3 separate regions of the Mus musculus genome follow, and all the other regions are linked to region 3. Evidence: chromatin contacts called from public HiChIP or PLAC-seq and Micro-C data. All regions are on one chromosome and are shown on one strand. Each heading gives the region's core, a stretch centred on a gene start, on an enhancer-like site or on the middle of the called end of the contact. The rest is flanking DNA. Distances are from core to core; before and after follow the strand shown.

Region 1 (3,545 bases), core at 714-3,213, 530 kb after region 3:
TGTGACAAAACACCATGACCAGAAGAAAGAATAAAAAAAGCTGTGTGGTGGTAGCACATGCCTTTAATGCCAACAGGAGGTGTGTGTGTGTGTGTGTGTGTGTGTGTGTGTGTGTCTGTCTGTCTGTCTGTCTGTCTGTCTGTCTGTCTGAGTTTGAGACCAGCCTGGTCTCATACATGTCCTGAATCAAGTCCCAAGACAGGCAGTGCTACACAGAGAAACTCTACCCTGAAAAAAAACCCAGAGTTAGCCGGGCGTGGTGGCGCACACCTTTAATCCCAGCACTCGGGAGGCAGAGGCAGGCGGATTTCTGAGTTTGAGGCCAGCCTGGTCTACACAGTGAGTTCCAGGATAGCCAGGGCTATACAGAGAAACCCTGTCTCTAAGAAAACAAAAACAAAAACAAAAACACAGAGTTGCCTTTCTTGCAGAAGCAATGCTCCAGAGTCCTGTTCACACCATGGGATGCTTGGTGGCCATTTCAAGGTGAAATGGCTTACCTCCTGAATTTGGAATTTTTTTTCAAATTTCCTTTCCCATTTTATAAAGAGAAAATAGCTACTTACAGGAGGAAAATGAAGGGTTAAAATATTTTATAATGAAGTATTTTCTCAATCAAATAAAATGGGGTCAACTACCAACTTGAATGTTTCACATCTTATCTTACGTTGCTTGAGAGACTTGTACCACTCCCATTTCTCATTTATAAGTGCAAAAACCTCACTCTTTTCTCCACATTATTCAAGCTGAGAAGTCTATCACTACTAGCACTTGCCACATTTACAAACGTAAACCACCCAAAGATGAAGATCAATTTAGCTGATGAAAACTTAGAGCAGGATACTTTGGCTCACACAGAACCAGTGTGTGCACGGTAATCTTTTTCCTACGGTGGATTACAGAGGCCACATGTCATCATCTATCTGCAGACTAGAAATAGACTGTTTCATTGCATTCTACCCAGAGAGCGGGTGTCGCTGGCAGGCCCTCAAAGTAGCTAAGAGTGAGTCTAGCTCTTGCAGAAGACCTAAGGGAGGACCCTAGCCCATCACATGAGGTGACTCCCAATCACTTATGACTCCAGTGTCAGGACATCTGCCACCCTCCGGTCTGCACAGGCACCTTCATGAAATGGTACACATAAAATTCACACAGATGCATGCACATACACGTTAGTAAAAATACATAAATCTTTTAAAACATGACTGTGTTTAAAAAAAAAAATCGTGTGATACATACATGCCCATGCACAATTATTGTTTGTCAATTAAAAGAAGAGACGGGTATGGTGGTATGCGTGTATGCCTGTCTGTTTGAGTATGTCTGTGTATGTGAGTACAGGTGCCAATCAGAGGCCAGAAGGGTCAGATCCTTTGGAGATGGAGTTATATCGGTGGTTGTGAGCTGCCTGACATGGGTGCTGGGGACTGAGTCAGGCTCTCTGTAGGGCAATCGCTTCCCTTAACCGCCGTGCCCTTTCCAGCCTCTAGTGATTATCAATGAAAGCCCTTTGGAGACCAGCAGGCTCTGGAAAAAGCTTTCCCTGATATCCCTTAACCTGCCTCAATATTGGACCATCAAAAAAGGAAAACCATTGCATTCGTCTCCTTTCTGAGGCTTGGCGGAACTGACGCCCAGCCGGCTCTGTTCCAAGCTGTCCTCTGGACTCATTCTCTCCTCCTCCGTATCGCTTGTACCCCCCTGTCCCCTCTAAAACAGTGTATAGAGACCTCAGGCCTCAGCGCTCCTGGTACCACCGACCTCCTTCCCTCACAAAGACAAGAGGGCAGGGAAGCGTGGATCAGCTCTCCAAACCACACTCCTAGAGGACAGGTGACAGAGGGAGAGCATGACAGACAGTGGAGAAAGGAGGAAAGCAAGACTAGCGTGCCTCAGCCCACGCATGCTCCGAGGAGCTGTGCTCGCCCGCTTAGGCAGCCTCAGCGCACGCATGCTCCGAGGAGCTGTACGAACCCACCAGGCTGCATGTAGGTTGTGGGCCAAGACTGTATGAGAGTCTCTGAAGGGAGTTTCCATTCTGCTGGTTAGAAGCCATGGATCCTAGATAAGTCACTTTCCCTCTATCTTGGAGTCCCTGGTTCAGACATCAGGTGACCAAAATCCGCTTGTTTCGCAAGCTCCTTTGAGAATAAATTCATCCAAAACGGGGAGTTGTGACAGAAGCCTGTAAATTCAGCACTTGGAAGCGGGGGTGGGGGGTTAGGAGGGTGGGGGAAGATAGGCCGTTCAAGGTCATCCTTAACCAAGAAGTGGGGGAAGAAACAGAAAGGAAGACAGAATAGGCAGCTATTGATATGGAAATCCAGTACGGCACACAGCACCCTTTGCCACAGCCTCCACCTCCGACCCTGCGCTTTGCATACAGCTGGAGCCTTCCCTCTGAAGTCACTGAGCCTACGGGTGTCTAGAGGGACAAAGAAAGGCGCGGCTGTTGCGGGAGCTGTAGAATAAAGGTTTAGCCCGGACCCCTATTGTCCTGCCTTCTTACTCTTGTTTTCACATTTCAATTAGCAAAGCTGAACTGGGAGGCCAACTCTTTGTTTTCGTCGTAGCCTAACTCAAATTCAACGCTAACCTGAAGAATCTGTGGTACGGCGATAAAAATAAAGTGGTCAAATCGGAGGTTGTCAGTCACAAACCAAAAGGGCCTACGCAAAGTCATAATCCTAAGGAGGGCATTTTAGGATGACTTTCAAAACAAAGTTAGCCTCTTTTTTGGGAGGGGGTTGTGTGTGTGTCTGGGCGGGTTCTTCTCGGCTTAAACAGGCTCCTCCTGGGCAGAAGTTACTGTGGCTTGGAGAGCCCAGTATTGCCTATCTGATGGGTCCCAGGGCCTCCCCGCCCTGGTTCAACGTGATCCGATTAGCTGGCAGTCTCCGGAGGTCAGGAGCCCAGCTGCAAGTGCAAATTGGTCTTGGGAAAGGGTGTGGCTTCCAGTCTCTGCTAGTCTCCCCCACATCAGCAGGGCTGCTTTCCTTGGTAAAATTCAGGAGGACTGGAGGAGGAGAGAATTTTTATCGAGTCCTTAGCATTGAGGCGACCCTGTGCACTGGTACAGGCTGACCTCCCCTCATCAGCGCAGATGGCCTGCAGCCAGTGTGACCAGCCCCCAGCCTCCCGTTCCCTCATAGATTGCTCAGTGCCACTGATCCACCCGCGACTGTCGCTGTTTATGATTTAATTTATACTAATAGGTTAAAGCGTAGCTGTGACATTTGTCATTTTGTATGGGAGCAACATGCTTCTGTAAGGCAATTAACGCTAAATGCTCACTACAGTACGGTAGTGACGCTTGTCTGTGTGAATTGTTATTGAAGTACGCCAAGGCAGATTTCCCAAACAGTAAGCGTACACTGCCGATTTAAATTGATCCTTGTACCCACAAAGTCACATTACTGCACACGGAATTTCCTTTCTTGCTTGCTTCCCTCCTTGGCAGACACAATTGATCACCAGTCACCATCCATTCAGACACTCATTTACACCTTCAGGACACACCTGCCATCAGGCCCATCCCCAAGTGT
Region 2 (3,452 bases), core at 388-2,887, 570 kb after region 3:
TATTTCCAAAATGGTCTGTTAAAAAAAAAAAAAAAAAGGCATGAAGGGGCATAATCAAAAAGGAAATTTAAGTCAGTGTGAAAACTGGAGGTTTAATTTTCCGGTCTAAGTACTTAGAACCGTGGTAGTTTTGTTACCCGGCAACTTACCAATTACGACCTAAAGAGAGTCCCTGAAATTCTCTACAGAATTCTCATCTCAAAACGGGAACCATCAATGGTTACAACGGAAAATATGTGCACCAGTGTTTAGCTTTTCAAACCTCCAAGCTGAGATTTTGTTTGTTTTGAGACAGGGTCTCTCTGCATAGCCCTGGCTGTCCTGGAACTCACTGTGTAGACAGACCAGGCTGGCCTCGAAATCAGAGATCCACCTTCCTCTCCTTGGGGCTAGGATTCAGGGAGAACGCTAGATTTTTTGTCACTCTGTCCAGTCCCTCCTGCTCACCCCCTTTTTCTATAAGCCACCCCAAATGAGAGTTTTCCAGGTAGCTTTTCCATGGTCACAACTGTTTCCCATAACCCCAACAAACCTCTATGTCAAGCCCTGTCAATCCAGTGTCACTAAAAACATTCCCTTGCAGTTTCAAACCCAGATCCCGAGGAAGGTAACAGGAGCGTTACCTATGGATTTCCCGGTAATTCACCGACCTCGGGTGGGTGCCGGGAAATCGCCCTTACTTTGCCCGCCTATCCACCCGGTTATTTGAGGTCAAGGATAAACACAGCTGAAATCCCTTTGCCCTACATTTGTGCACAGAACAAGAAAGAAACCCGAGTGTAGCTTTAGCGCGAACTGTCTCTGCAACAAACTTCTTTTCTGTAAACCACGAAAATAGACAGAAAATGAGAAAGCAAACCTTGGTCCATCCCTCCAGCCTGCAAAGCTGCGAGGTCCGGACCCATTTAAGATGGTGAGTAACCCCGGGGCACTGCACTGGTGGGTGGCCTTCAGCTCTACTTTCGGTTCACAAAGCCGTTTTCCTGGGTGAGCAGGAGTAACGGACCGGGAGTTTCCGCGGATGCATCACCCGGACCTCATGACTGGTGAAGGCTCCGGGAGGGAATGTTTGGGCTTCGGGGGTCCGACACCCGCGGAAAGGCCACGGAAAAGCTCGGTCTGGCCACAAGAGAGGGTCGGGCTTCCACGGAGACCTGGGCTGTGCGCGGCTCGGATGCCAGATGTGCCCACGGCGGGTATGCCCGGGCATCCGTAGGATGATTCGTTGAGGCCCTGGGAGAGGGTCAGAGCTTCCATGGGGACAGGGACCGGGCCCCGACCTCCCCCAGGCCCACCCGCCACAGGCCCGGCGTACCCACGGTGGACTTGCAGGCCTCGCAGAACGTGTCGTCGGTGAAGCGCTCCATCAGGCTGGTCTTGCCCACGCCGCGGGAGCCGATGATGATGACCTGCAGCTTGAAGTCGGCCGGCCTGGGGGGCTGCTTCCTCCGGCGGGCCTGGCCGCCCGACAGCGCCGGGGAGACCGCGCCCAGGCTGCCGCCCGCGGGCCGCCGGTGCAGCGCGGCGCTGGGATCCATGCACGCATACGGCTCGCGCTCGGGCCGCCGTCCGCGCGCCCCGGGCCCCCGCGCACCCTCCACCCGCTCCGCGCTACCGCCGCCGCCGCCGCCGCCGGGAGTAGAGGAAGGGAAGCAGCTTCTCCGCAGCAGCGGTAGCAGCATCCCGGACCGGGAGGGGCAGGAAGCGCAGGCGCGGCGCCACGCGGGACTGGAGCCCGCCCCCTGTCGGTCGGAGGACCGAGCCGTGCGCTCCGCTCCGTGGGGTGTATGTTATGTGTGGGTCGCTCTCCGTCACCCCTGTTCCCTCGGCCCTCCCCACTCGGCGCACTTTCACTCGTGGTTTATCCTCATCGTGCACCGTTCCCAAGAACCACACACTTCTTTTTAGCAGCCCGTCCCAAACGTGTCTCAAAGTGCATATAGCCTGTGATCATCTTCCAGAATTTAGGGTGTTTGGGTGCTGGGGGTCTCGGTCTGGCCCACGCGGGGTTAGGGTGTGAACGCCACTTTGGAGGAAGCCCACGTACCCTGGCAGGGCCGCACCTCTGCGTGCACTTTTCCTGTGGGGCCCCGAGGAATCAGCTATCTTAAATGGATCTTAAAAGTCTTCCTCAGACTTACAGTTCGTAAAATTCAGTGAGTGACATGCACCTTAGGGGAAGCCAGCAGGTAAAAACTCAGATGACAAGCGACCTAAACTCCGAAGGTTTAGGTACTGACTTGGGTGTGTTATTTTGCCATTTCTACTTGAAAGTATTTACGGCTACAGAAGCTTGCCAGGGATTTATTTAGCAAATTCCTTTGCGTGAACTTGAGCACCTCGGAACACAGGGTTCTAAACATGATAGGAGCTGGCATGCTTGCGAAGAATGATCACATTACTCACCAAATTTCAGCCGTATTTAGAGCTAAGTTTACTAATACATAGCGCATGCGTTTGTTTTGCCATGGATGCACAGTTGAAGAAATCACATTATTTTGCAAAAGTAATCCCAATTGGATTTTTAAAAATGTTATAGCCTATTCTAAATTATCGTTCTTTTTTTCTTGGCGGTACTGGGGATGGAACCTAGAGGCTCACATGGGAATGAATGAAAAGACTCTTTTCATCTATCACTGTTGCAAAAACGTCAATACAAAAGAACAACAAAACAATAAGCCATACACCCTGTTGCAGACTCCAAAGGATGATATAAATGCAAGGTATTCAACTGTTCCTAGTAGGCAGGTGACTCTGCATAACTTGTAAGGTTAAAGACCCTGGCATCCAAAATAGTATCTCTTCCCCCATAGGCAGGTCTATAATGTACCAGAATAGTGGATGTCTTAAATGGGGGAGTTTGGAAAGAAATCCACAGGACTCGGGTTCCATGCTTGTTTGCGTCTTTAAGCCAATTATCAAGGTTACTCCAGGATGCTTCAGCACTTTGGCACATACCAGAAAGCCAGTATTACAGGGACGAATGAATGAATGAATGTGAACAAAGTCATCACAGATAACTATATAAAGAAAGGTGGCTGACTTTGTGCTCGTTCTTAAGCCCCAGACTGTGTAATAAAAGGGGTGCTCTCATATCCTGCCTTACAATTATTCCCCCATCATGCCAAAGGGCCTCCAGTTGATAGTACTTTAGCTCACATGGAAAAAGCCTGATCCAGAAGAGTGAGAACAGAACCCAGGGGCTCCCCTGTAGAAAAGGTAGAAGCTGAAGAAGAAACTCTAGGGAGGTCCGAGAGATCGGGAGACAGCACAACCATGGAAAACAAGGGTTTGTATTTCACAAAGTGGGGAATTATCAAAAGACCCTCTGGTTGTACCATTTGTACTTTGGTGAATACTTTTAAAATATATTTATTTTAATAGACAGATATAGCTATGCATACTAACAGAGAACCATGGCGGTACCATTTTGATGCATACACCATTAATAT
Region 3 (3,646 bases), core at 800-3,299:
TTAAAATAATTTATGTAAGAACTAATAATACTGCCAGGTGTGGTGGTGCAGGCCTTTTTAAATTCCGGTACTCAGGAGGCAGGGACTCAGGAGGCAGGGATTCAGGAGGCAGGGACTCAGGAGGCATGTTCAAGGCCAGCCCCACCCACACCGGGGCTGGAGAGATGGTTTTAGTGGTTAGGAGTATGTTACTGCAGTTTCAGAAGACTTGAGTTTGGTTCCCAGCACCTATCTGGGACAGCTCGAAATCACCTGTAACTTTAGCTTCGGGGGGAGGGGCGCTGAACCCTATGACTTCCTGGGGCACCTGAACACGGAACACACGCTCACACACACATAATTAAAAACAATAAAAATACATCTTTAAAGCTATTACTTCTGCGTTACGTTAAAGCACCCTGTAGGTGCTCACACGTGCAGCTGGAGATGAAATCCAGGGCCTCGCGTGTGTGAGGCAAGGTTTCTACCATGAACTACACCTTCAGCTCCAATGTTCAAAATCTGAGCATCAAAGCAAAACTGTGAAGGAAAATTATTCTGGTGATTATCTCACTTTGTTGGTAAAGGACTTGGGGGAGAGGCGCAGGAACCACAACCATTCTTAACTGCATTAAGAATTGTAGGTAAATGGGAAGATATTCTGTTAGTACGGTAGATTCTTCTGTTCTTAAGAAGTATCACAGTACAGAAAGAAAACAGAGGGGCACCAGCACAAATTCTCACAGGGGTTATAAGTGGGGGCTGGCAAGATAGCTAGGTGGCTAACAACACTTGCCTGACATGCCTGAAAGCCTAAGTTCTACTTGGGAGGCAGAGGTTGGCGGATTTCTGAGTTCGAGGCCAGCCTGGTCTACAGAGTGAGTTCCAGGACATCCAGGGCTACACAGAGAAACCCTGCCTCGAAAAACCAGGAAAAAAAAAAAAAAAAAAAAGGAAGAGAATTGCCTCCCTCCAAAGTTGTCCTTTGGCATACACACCATGGCGCAGGTGCACAGGTATGCTTGTGTGCGCATAAACACGCTCGCGCACCCACTAAAATTTTAAAGATATAATTTCTTAAGGCTAAAACACAAATTCCCAACAAAATCAATTAAATAATAGCTGGGCCTGATGAGACACGCCTGTGATCCCAGCATTTGGCAAGCAAGGCAGGAGGATAATGAACTGCAGGCCAGCTTTACTTCCAAGTTAGATAAATTAACGATAAAAATAAGGGGCTAGAGAGATGGCTCAATGTCTTAAGAGCACTTGCTACTCTTGTAGAGGACCCGAGTTCGGTTCCCAGCACCCACACTGGCAGGGCACAAGGGTCAGCAAGCCCAGCTCTGGGGCATCCAATGCCCTCTTCTGGCCCCTATAGCAGTGCCAAGACGAAAAGTGTGCATACGCATACAGACGCATGCATTTTATTTTAAAGGAGTCAAAATAAATCCCCTCAAAACAATAAAATACAATTTTGATGTAGGGCCGGTTAGAAAGTGGACCCTGCTGGTTACAAAACTAGGAGATGGCGCTACACCACAGGCTCTGCATGGGGTATGACTCCGTTCTGAAACAGAAAGTCCAGAGCTCCTGCCCGCCGGCGGGGAACCGTTAGTAATCCCATTTTCTCGCCCGCTCCCTGCGGACCCAGCCGGCTCCCTGGGCATCCTGCCCACAGCCGGTGCGGCCCCGTCGCCGCTGCCGGCCGCGGGGACCCACAGACACCCCCGGCTGCCCCGAGCGTCTTCCCGCCGTCCTCCGGGAATCCAGGTGACCGCGGGGGAGGAGCGCGACACCCCACACCAGCGCCCGGACCCGAGGTTCCGAAGGCGGTGGCACCGCGGCCCTTTGTCCCCGCCGTTCGGGCCTCTCGGCGCCCGCATCCCCGCCGAGCGCCGCGGCCTGGCTTCCTAGATGCCGCCCGCCCGCGCGCCCGAGCTCGCTCACCGTGGCCCCGGCCTCCTCCCGGCCGCCGAGCCTCCAAGCAGCTCCCGCGAACCCCGGCGCCGCGGACACACAGGCCCGCGCTGTCCCCGGCCGCTCCCAGGCCCGCGCCGGGCTGCAGGCCACGCCCCCTGGAGCCCGGGCTGGGCACGCCCTCGGCCACGCCCCCAGGTGTGTGCGCTCCGGCCTCTCGCGGAGCCGGGCCCCGCCCATCAGCCGTCTGGTCTGCTGCCACCTGTTGGGCGGCTTACCTCTGCTGCCAGCCGCTGTGCCCTGCGGTTCGGTTCAGCAGCTCTGCCACAAAGCTGATTTGTCCTCCTTACTGGATATAAGAATGAGGCACAGGGCAGATGAATAGAACAGGACTGATACTTGACGTGCGAGGCAAGGTTCATTTTAAATACGTGTTTAAGCACCTAGGGATCACTGGATACGGATCTGTCCCACACTTCAGTCACTAATTCATAAAAATGTTAAGCCTGGCACTGCCAAAAAGGAGAGAAGGCAGCAGTGAATCCTGCTCAGGAATGTCACTAGGTATGGGAGGGAGACCAACTGGAAGAAGCCTCAGTTGGAACGGAGGTCAGGTCAGTATTGGCTTGACCAGTCATTGAGTCTTGAACTTTAGGAAGATGGGGCTTATCCCACCAGTAGCCCACAAATAAAGTACATTTAGGTCTTTACCATAACCATTGCTTTTCCAGCAATATTCCACAGCCATTGAGTTGGAGCCCACATGGCCAGTTCACTTTGGGAGCAATGGCCTAGTGTCAAACCCTTTCTTAACCTAGGAAGTGTCTTAAACTCTCCTTGGTTTACTGGGAGGCAGCAGCCTAGAAAAAATTGGCTGAGATGGATAGTAATAAATTACTAGCTAATGTGGGTCATAGTGCTGGTATTAATACATTTTGTAAAGTAAGCATAGGTTTTCTTTAAAAATCGGGGGCTGAGTAGATGGATCAGTTAGTAAAAGACCAGGGTTCAGATTCATATGCCCATATGTTCATATGTCAGGCACAGGGGTTGATATATGAAACCCAGCCCTAGAAGGAGGTAGACATAGGAGGATTTCTGGGTTCACTAAAGCTCCAGGTGCCATGAGAAACCCTGTTTAGGAAAATCAAAAGTAAGAAAGCCACCCAAGGTGGTGGTTCAGCTCATAAGGACATCTGTCACCAAACCTGATGACCTTATATTTAGCTGCCACCAAGCCTTATAGTCAAGCCTCAAGATCCACAAGGTGGAAGTAGAGAGCCAATTCTTGCAAGTCATCTTCTGATCTCCACATGTGTGCCACAGAAGGAGTGCAAACACACACACACACACATGCAAGTACACACATACACACACACGCACATATATACACGTGTGTGCACACACATGTGCACAAGTGCACATACACACGCTTGGGTGCGCGTGCATATACATACATACATGTGTACACACTATTTTAAATATAGGATGACATAAGAGTATGTTATACACCAGCCATGCACATATGCACACACTAATAGGTGCATATACATCCCACACATTAAATGAAGCTCCCCTGAAAACTACCCTAAGAAAACAAGGGTCTACACCTATTAAATTTTACGGATCTTATTCTCAGCATTATTTATGAGTTACAGAGATTACGATCCACTACATCAGTGGGCTAGTCCAACCATTTAAAATGCTATTGTAGATCACTGACTCCCAAACCTCTTGTTCACAGGAT

Evidence for each region. A called contact is a pair of places that touch in the nucleus more often than the background predicts. HiChIP or PLAC-seq counts read pairs in DNA pulled down with a chosen protein or histone mark.
Region 1: an H3K27ac HiChIP or PLAC-seq map of embryonic stem cells shows a contact between it and region 3, with 2.8 times the contacts expected there. The contact joins the enhancer-like site here to the promoter of Twsg1 in region 3. A contact is called at or near these places in 1 of 39 promoter capture datasets (hippocampal neurons), 1 of 15 datasets of contacts at CTCF or cohesin (large pre-B cells), 7 of 484 Hi-C or Micro-C datasets (cerebellar granule neurons, cerebral cortex, cortical neurons and 1 more) and 7 of 115 datasets of contacts at active chromatin or transcription factors (astrocytes, embryonic stem cells, extraembryonic endoderm stem cells and 3 more).
Region 2: a contact with region 3 is called in a Micro-C map of embryonic stem cells, with 2.0 times the contacts expected there. The contact joins the promoter of Rab12 here to the promoter of Twsg1 in region 3. A contact is called at or near these places in 1 of 39 promoter capture datasets (the C10 cell line), 3 of 484 Hi-C or Micro-C datasets (CD4 T cells, CD8 T cells and embryonic stem cells) and 3 of 115 datasets of contacts at active chromatin or transcription factors (embryonic stem cells and pancreatic cancer cells).

What each region holds. Positions count from the first base shown.
Region 1 is chr17:66,477,543-66,481,087 of GRCm38.p6, forward strand. No RefSeq gene overlaps it. Among named protein-coding and RNA genes, the nearest start is that of Gm41608, 27 kb to the right of the region's middle. RefSeq lists an enhancer at 854-3,545. Within about 2 kb of position 1,964, at least 124 of the 459 cell types and tissues checked have an H3K27ac peak or open chromatin away from gene starts, as enhancers often do. A contact at or near this core is called in cerebral cortex, cortical neurons, embryonic stem cells and 3 more, where this site is marked.
Region 2 is chr17:66,518,033-66,521,484 of GRCm38.p6, forward strand. It overlaps Rab12 (RAB12, member RAS oncogene family), which reads right to left and starts at 1,638. Exons shown (of 6, transcript NM_024448.2): 1 at 1,316-1,638. The coding sequence starts at 1,538. It overlaps Gm41608 (a long non-coding RNA gene), which reads left to right. Exons shown (of 3, transcript XR_876914.3): 1 at 1-913.
Region 3 is chr17:65,949,138-65,952,783 of GRCm38.p6, forward strand. Twsg1 (twisted gastrulation BMP signaling modulator 1) reads right to left here and starts at 2,050. Exons shown (of 5, transcript NM_023053.3): 1 at 1,930-2,050.